Regions from separate parts of the Oryctolagus cuniculus genome. Here region 1 is linked to region 2. The links are chromatin contacts, called in public Micro-C maps. All regions are on one chromosome and are shown on one strand. The core of a region is the stretch at or near the end of the contact, and the rest is flanking DNA. Distances in the headings are between cores, read along the strand shown.

Region 1 (3,424 bases), core at 63-2,562, 210 kb before region 2:
AGAAGACGGCCCAAGTCCTTGGGCCCCTGCACCCTGTGGGAGACCCAGAAGTTCCTGTCTCCTGGCTTTGGATCAGCTAGCTCTGGCTGCCGCAGCCACCTTGGGAATGAACCAGTGGATGGAAGATCTCTCTTTCCCTCTCTGCCTCTGCCTCTTTAATAAATAAATCTTTTTATAAAAAAAGACTCTTATAAACTGTTTTAGCACAATGCTACATGTTGTAGCACACAGCAAACACTGATTATTATTGTTAGTAATCATTGTTCCCTTAACAACCTTTTTTTTAAAAAAATTGATTTATTTATTTGAAAGTCAGAGTTACACAGAGAGAGAAGGAGAGGCAGAGATAGAGAGGTCTTCCATCTATTGGTTCACTCCTATTTGGCTGCAGTGGCCGGAGCTGTGCAGATCCAAAGCCAGGAGCCAGGAGCTTCTTCCAGGTCTCCCACATGGGTGAGGGTCCCAAGGACTTGGGCCATCTTCTACTGCTTTCCCAGGCCATAACAGAGAGCTGGATAGGAAGTGGAGCAGCCAGGACTTGAACTAGCGCCCATATGGGATACCAGCACTGCAGGCAGTGGCCCTACCTGCTAGCCAGCCCCCCTTAACAACCTTTTGAAACACACTAAGACAGCTTAGCCTGGTACTGAATCTAGCTTAAAGCAACATACATACAGCAAGTGACCTTTGAAGTCTTCTCATCTTAGTACTGTGATTCTTTGGGTCTCTATATATATTGGAAACTAAGGCTTAGGAAGTTTGAGAGACTTGTCTCCACGCACACACCCAGCTTCCTAGCACAGGATGAAGGCCACATTCAAAGATGTCTCCCTCCACCCCACATGCAGTTTCCTTCATTGGCTTGATAAACAGAGTGTCCTATTGGGCACCTACCATATGCTTGGAGTACACATAAGGATACAGTGGCTGTGACTTACTGGATACATCCTATGTTGTTAGACGTACACCCTATGTTAGGGACTCCTCATGGTAAGCCTACACTCAAGTACAAAAGCTCCCTTCCCATTATGTAGATAAAAGTGAGGCAGAGCAAGGTTAAATAAAAGCCAACTTCCTACCCTCATAAGAATTAAAGTCCATCAGCTAGTATATAAGATAGTTAAGTAAATAATTAAATACGTAATTACAAATCATTCTCGGAGTGGGGCTGCTTTTGGAGCCCAGGTGCTAACCTCATCCGTCCAAATCGAAGTCGCAGGTAACCCTGGTAACGGGTCGTCCCGCCAATAATAAAGATGGCGCCCACAGAGCCAGCGCGTTTCCACACGCCCCTATGGCCCACAATGCAGCGGGAGTGGGGAGTAGCTTCCGCCAGGAGCTAATATGGTTCCCTTACTTACACAGCCTTCTCTCTTCGCCTAAACAGCCACTTGTACCCACATCAGGCTGCCGAGCTGGGGCTAAGCTTACTATGCCACTCCGCTGACCGCGACCACAGAGTGGACTGAAACCGGGAGATCGCCTCACTGAGTTAAATTCTGTAACCCGGGGAACACCACTTCCGCCGACGTCATCACGGCGACACGTGGATCCAAGATGGCGGTGGCGATGGTGAGTGAAGGAGACTCCGGGAGCCGGAGCTGGAGCAGGGCTTTCCAAAGGGTACCTCGGGACCTTCCGGCGCCCCATGCCTGGCCCAAAGCCACGCCCGGAACCCCTGGCTCAGGTTACCCCTGAGTGGGGTTGCCTCCCAGAAAATCTCCCTCCCGCGGCTGAGCCCCGCCGTCAGGCTTGTCAAGGCCCCGAGTTTTGGGGGAGGCGCCGTTTCGGAGGGAGTCCTCGTCTACTGCCTCCGCCTGTACCCATTCCTACTTTGGTCCCCGCGGCTGCACCCTCCTGCTCCGACTCCTCCAAAGAACTCCCCATTATCTCCACACTCGCTTTTCCCCCTCACATGCAGACCCTGCTCTCCCCGCCTGCCCACCATCCTGACCTGTCGGCGCAAGAATCCGCGCCTGTCACCAGCCTCCCAGCCGGAGCCCTGGCCTCACCTTCGGCCTCAGCTGTCCCGACTGCCACTATCCCAGAGCAAATGCCCTCACCTGTAGCACCCCCGTCTTCCATCCCTCGTTCCCCCCCGCCCCTCCTGTCTTTTCCCAGTTAGCTGTTTCTCTCCTAGGGATCTTTCATCCCACTGCTTCCCAAACTTTACTACGCCTGCGAATCCCGGGGGGGGGGGGGGGGGGGGCATGTTATAAATGCAGGCTCCTGAGTCCCACTGCCAGTGCCGGTGCTGTGGTGGTGGCTGGGGATGCCCGGGCATCTGCTCTTGTACAAGCGGTTCAGTGAACCTGCGAACGCCTCTGGCACCTGCGGGCTGCCACTCTCATTCGCTTGTGGAGGGACCAGAACTAACATTGCAGTTGCTTAGTGCAGAGTGGTTTATTTCCTGGGTGCTCCAGCATGTCGCTTCCACAGCAGATAATTCCATTCTGGGAGGAAGTGACGGGGGAGCGTCAGAGGCCAGGAAGTGACATTTGGCTTTAGCAAAGGAAGACTCTTGCTTAAATTCTTGCGTGTTGGTTGTCTCCAAGTCTGTTTCTGGTGACGGGTTTCCCTCCTGTTAACTGACTGGGAACTGGGCTTTCTTGTTCAAGGAAGAATTTCTTATATACAGCTTCAGAGGTCAGGCTGCTGTGGTCTTAGCTGAACCAAGTGTGGGGCAAATCCCCAAAGTGGCGTTTGAAGCCCATTTTTTTCTGTGCCACATTCGGAACAAGGATGGGGTAAGAACGTAACAGGAAGTCACACCCTCTCTTGCCATAGGGAAAAAGTACAATACAGAGAGGTATTTATAACATTGCACTAGGGAATTTTATGCCCGGTTCCGAGGTTTTAAAGAGGTTATAATTTAGCAATGCATGTTTCGTTACACGTTTATTTAATGAACAAATATTTGAATGCCTACTCCGTGCCAGGAACTCGGATATAGTGGTGAATTACAGGGTCAAGGCCTTCCCCTTTGGAGCTTTTGTGAGCAAGTGAATACACGAACGAGATGTCAGAGAGCAGTGAGTGCTGAGAGGACAGCAAGATGAGGGCCAGGGCTTGGGGTGACTGGGTGTTTAGAGAAGGTGCCTCGGGCTGCTGTGAGCAGAGACTTCACTGAGAGTGTTCCACACAGAGGAGGTAGCAGGTGTGAGGGATGGCGCGGGAGAGATTGGAGGGTTTGAGGAACACACACAGGAGGCTGGAGGGGCTGTAGCCTGGGGAGGGCTGGCAGTAGGAGAGGATAATACCGGATGGAACTGGAGAGTGGCCAGAGCAACTGTTTCTAGAAGCATGCCTGTAACTGGGGTGGATGTAGTCTGCAGTGGCTAGTCTCTGGGCTGCATTCTGAACGGACTGCTCTGCCAGGCTGCTTGTCCTGACCACCCCCTCCAGAACAATGCATCAGGGGAGC
Region 2 (3,824 bases), core at 39-2,538:
CTGTGTGGCCAGTGTTAGGGCAGGACCACTGTAGCCCTCGGGGTTAGCGGGAGGGCTGCATGGTCACGGTCTCCCGCCAGCCCTGGCCCTCTCCCGCCGGCCAACAGGACAGAGTGGAGGGTGTGTTTCCTCAGCCAGAAACACTTTTCAAAGGCAGCGCCCACCTTGCTTTCACAAGTCTTCTTTTAAAGAGCTGGCCATTAATTCAATTCAGAACTGATTCAAGAAAAGCAGCTGGACACTGGTAAACAAATAACCACAGAGAGCCTGTGTGCCGCAGAGCGCTGCAGCTCATCGCGCCCAGGCTCAGTGAGGCTGGTACTCGGCCCGCAGCCGCTCGGTTGGTAGGCACAGCTGCCATTTATTGAACATTTGCTCGGTGCTAGCCAGGAGCCAAATCACATGGACCCAACGATGTGAAGGCCCCCCTGCCATCTCCCAGGTGTTTTACGTTCACTTTACTCCCACTGACGCTGTGAGATACTAGACTAATGCAAATCAGAAAACTCAGGCTCGGGGAGGCGGAGCCCCTCGCCGGGCCGCAGGCCCTGAGCTCTCTCCAGGGTACTTACTGCCTCTAAAAAGGCCACTCAGGCGCCTACCGGTCAGCGAGGTCCCGGCGTCCAGCACCTGGCGCTCTGCGCTGTGGGTGCGGCCCCCGCCGACAGCGGCGCGGAAGCCCGGCAGGAAACGGACACCTGGCTGGGCCCGCCAATCCTGGGGCAACCGTTTCACCGCTATGAGTGTCTTTTCTCATTATTATGCGGCTCTGAGTCATTTAGGGGCGGACCAAAAGGGAAAGTCCTGCCTCTCGTCACCTACGAGAAATGTGGGTGAGCGGGAGCTGCCGGCCCTCGGTCCCCACCCTCACCGGCTCGCCGGCCCCACCGCGAAAAGCGCCGAACGGGTTAAGCGTGGTAGGGGGCGACCAGCCACCGCCCCTTCCCAGCATCACCTCCCAGAATCCCTCGGGGCCCAGCCAGTTCCCGCACCTCGCGAGACTCCGCCCAGTCCCTTCCCCGAACGACTGCTCGGCTCCCCCGCCCCCCCGTTGCTTACCGAGCTCTGCGCGAAGCGGGGGACGGAAGGGGGAGGGCGGAAAAGATGGCCTCGGGGCATGCCGGGAACTGTGGTCCGAGGCCTTCGCGCAGCCATACCCTTCCGGAGCGGGGGAGGCCAGGGAGGCTGCCGGGACTACGACTCCCAGCCGCCCTTTCGGTTTGTTTTTGTTCAAAAAAAAAAAACCCCACACTCCCCCTCCTCACTCTTCACACACACTCTCACACACCCACGGCGGACACGCACGCACCCGGGCGCCGAAGAGAAAGCCGCGCCGCGCCATCCCGCCCCGCCGCCAGTCCTGTCTCCGTCCCTCAGCAGAGCGGGAAACCGGAGGCCGGAGCCGTGACCTCTGACCCCGTGGTTATGCGGAGCCGCCGCATTCCTTAGCGATCGCGGGGCTGTTGCCGCCGCCGCCGTGGGTGACTGACGCAGCGCGGGCGCGTGGAGCCGCCGCCGCCCCTCCCCCACCGCCGCCCTCGCGCCGGGTCTCGCGCCAGCCGGTCCCCAAGCACCCGCTCCGTCTCCCCGGCCGCACCCGAGTCCTCGCGCGCCGCCGCCGCCGCCGCCGCCACGCGCCCCCCGCCGCCGCCGCCGGCCCAGCCCCGCGCCGCCGCCGCCCCAGCCCGCCCCGCCCGGAGGTCCCGCGTGGAGCCGCCGCCGCCGGGGAGGAGGAGGAGGATGAAGGACAAACAGAAGAGGAAGAAGGAGCGCACGTGGGCCGAGGCCGCGCGCCTGGTGAGGCAGGCAGCCGCCGGGGCTCCGTGGGGGGCGTGGGGGGTGGGCTGTCCGCGCACCCCCCGCTGGGCGGGGGAGGGGTGAGGCCCTGCCCACCGCGCGAGGGGGCGGGGCCGCCCTTGCCGTAGGAACCGGACGACACCCCCACCCCACCCCCGGTGCGGGCGTCGGGTGGGGAGCGGTCCCCCGCCGGGACGGGCTGTGGCGCCTTTTTCTGCACGCCCCCCCTGAATTCCTGCGGAGGGGCGAGCTGGCGGGCGGCTCCTCCCCCTCCGGGCGGCGGGGCCCCAGCCTCCCCTCCCCCACCGCGGGCAGCGTCTGGGGGTCTGCGGAAGAAGCGCCGTTAATTCGCCCGGGGGAGTTAGGTTTCGGGAAGGGGCAGAAGCCCCTCCTCCGCTTCCTGGGGGGTAGGCGGGGTTGGCGTGGTTGGGTCCGGGGGTCGGAAAATGCCCCCCGTTTCAAGGACGCCAGTGGCATTGTGAGCCCGCCTGGGCTAAGCCAGGTTTGTGGAGGCCAGCGAGGGTTTCACTCGGTACTCGAACCCTGCGCGCTGGTTCTCAAACTTGAGCGGCCCCGGGGGAGGTGTCGGGAGCGTGAGAATCTCCCCGTGCGCGGCTTCCCGGGGACTGCGGGCAGGTGGGCCGCGGGCCGCTGGAGGAGCCCTGGCCGGAGCGTGCGTCTTCAGAGGCTCCTAGCCGAGCCTGAGTGCACTTTGCAGGGAATGGGTGTTGCACAAAGACGCGGTGTCCCTGTTTGGAGATGCTGCACAGGCGGGAGTAACGGGAGTCCTGGAGCTGCCCGGGGAGGGGCGCTGTGAATTTCCAGTCGGGGGACTTCCGAGTGAAATGTCTTCCTTTTGGATTTGCACCCTCGAGGCCCAGACGCCTGGAGACATGTTACAGAGTCTCGCAGATGACAGTAGTTAGAGATGTCACTTCCCCGGAACTGGCACGGAGTGCCGTCTGGGCGCAGATAGGGTACGTGGCTGTTGACACCTGTAGTTTATCCTGATTGCCATAATTTACTTTTAATGAGTGAAACCCAGCCTTCCAATTTATCTTCTTACTGAAAGTGAGTTTCTGCCTCACGTCAATAATTAAATAACAATGTGCGTCGTTGGAGGTTGATAGAAATCGAGAGAACACCTTTTTCTTTCCTGGGAGTCTGTAAAACTCAGTTATTGATTTACCAGAAGTGGAGCTGTTTGGGCTACAGGAGGATTTTCACTGGTGCTCCTGTTACCCTGCCTGGGCTGCAAGGCACAAGGGACACAAACAGTAGGTGTGTAGATGCCGAAGTTCTGCACTTCAGTTTTGGGTTGAGCTCTTAAATGATTTTTCCAGAGCCAATAGAAATTGGAACCTATGGCTGTTTTCAGAATCTTGGAAATTTCAGGATTTCTCCAGTGTTGTTTCATCTGGAAACGCATCAGCTCTCAAAGGGAGGAGGGAGCCCAAAGGAGGTGTTCTCTTTCCCTCCAGGTTGAGTTTTGAGTGTTCATTGAAACTTGAGTTCTGTTAGGAGGGTGTTTATGGCTCTGGGCACCCAAAGGAAATTTGCTTGCCAGAGTTTTACTTGTGAGGTTGGGGAAAGTACCTTTAAATCCTGTGTTGTTTATGCCCTGACAGTTCTAAAGTCTGTTTGTCTCAAAGCTCTGTTGGCTCTTTCTAGTTAAGAGACTTCAAAAGCTTGAGATCCACTGTTTGGTCAAACCTCTTAGGTTCTTCATTTACTGTGATCTGAACTCAAGTATCATGGTTGCTGTTTCTGTTTTATCATTGGCTCAACTTCAGAAGTGATTGCTGTTTTTCTTTGGCTTTGCATTTAAAAAGTAGTAATATGAATAGGAATCACTCTGCAGTGCAGTTAGGTGGAACAGAACTTGCAGGAGTGTAGTGTATAGTTTTGCAGGTCTTTTATGTGTTTTTTTTTTCTTTTGTTTCAGAATTTTCCATCCCTTCTGATAGAACTGTTTGGGAGGTGTGGGAAAATTTTAGGCTTCTATTAAAAAAAAAAAAAAAAGGCAA

Evidence for each region. A called contact is a pair of places that touch in the nucleus more often than the background predicts.
Region 1: a Micro-C map of ear pinna shows a contact between it and region 2, with 5 times the contacts expected there. The contact joins the promoter of TM9SF4 here to the promoter of ASXL1 in region 2. A contact is called at or near these places in 3 of 6 Hi-C or Micro-C datasets (ear pinna, psoas muscle and an unstated tissue).

What each region holds. Positions count from the first base shown.
Region 1 is chr11:25,677,690-25,681,113 of mOryCun1.1, reverse strand. TM9SF4 (transmembrane 9 superfamily member 4) reads left to right here and starts at 1,312. Exons shown (of 18, transcript XM_008256154.4): 1 at 1,312-1,572. The coding sequence starts at 1,558. It overlaps LOC103348205 (a long non-coding RNA gene), which reads right to left and starts at 1,498. Exons shown (of 3, transcript XR_007919331.2): 1 at 1,362-1,498.
Region 2 is chr11:25,468,503-25,472,326 of mOryCun1.1, reverse strand. It overlaps ASXL1 (ASXL transcriptional regulator 1), which reads left to right and starts at 1,288. Exons shown (of 13, transcript XM_051845105.2): 1 at 1,288-1,797. The coding sequence starts at 1,741. It overlaps LOC127490962 (a long non-coding RNA gene), which reads right to left and starts at 1,194. Exons shown (of 2, transcript XR_011379948.1): 1 at 1,060-1,194; 2 at 1-818.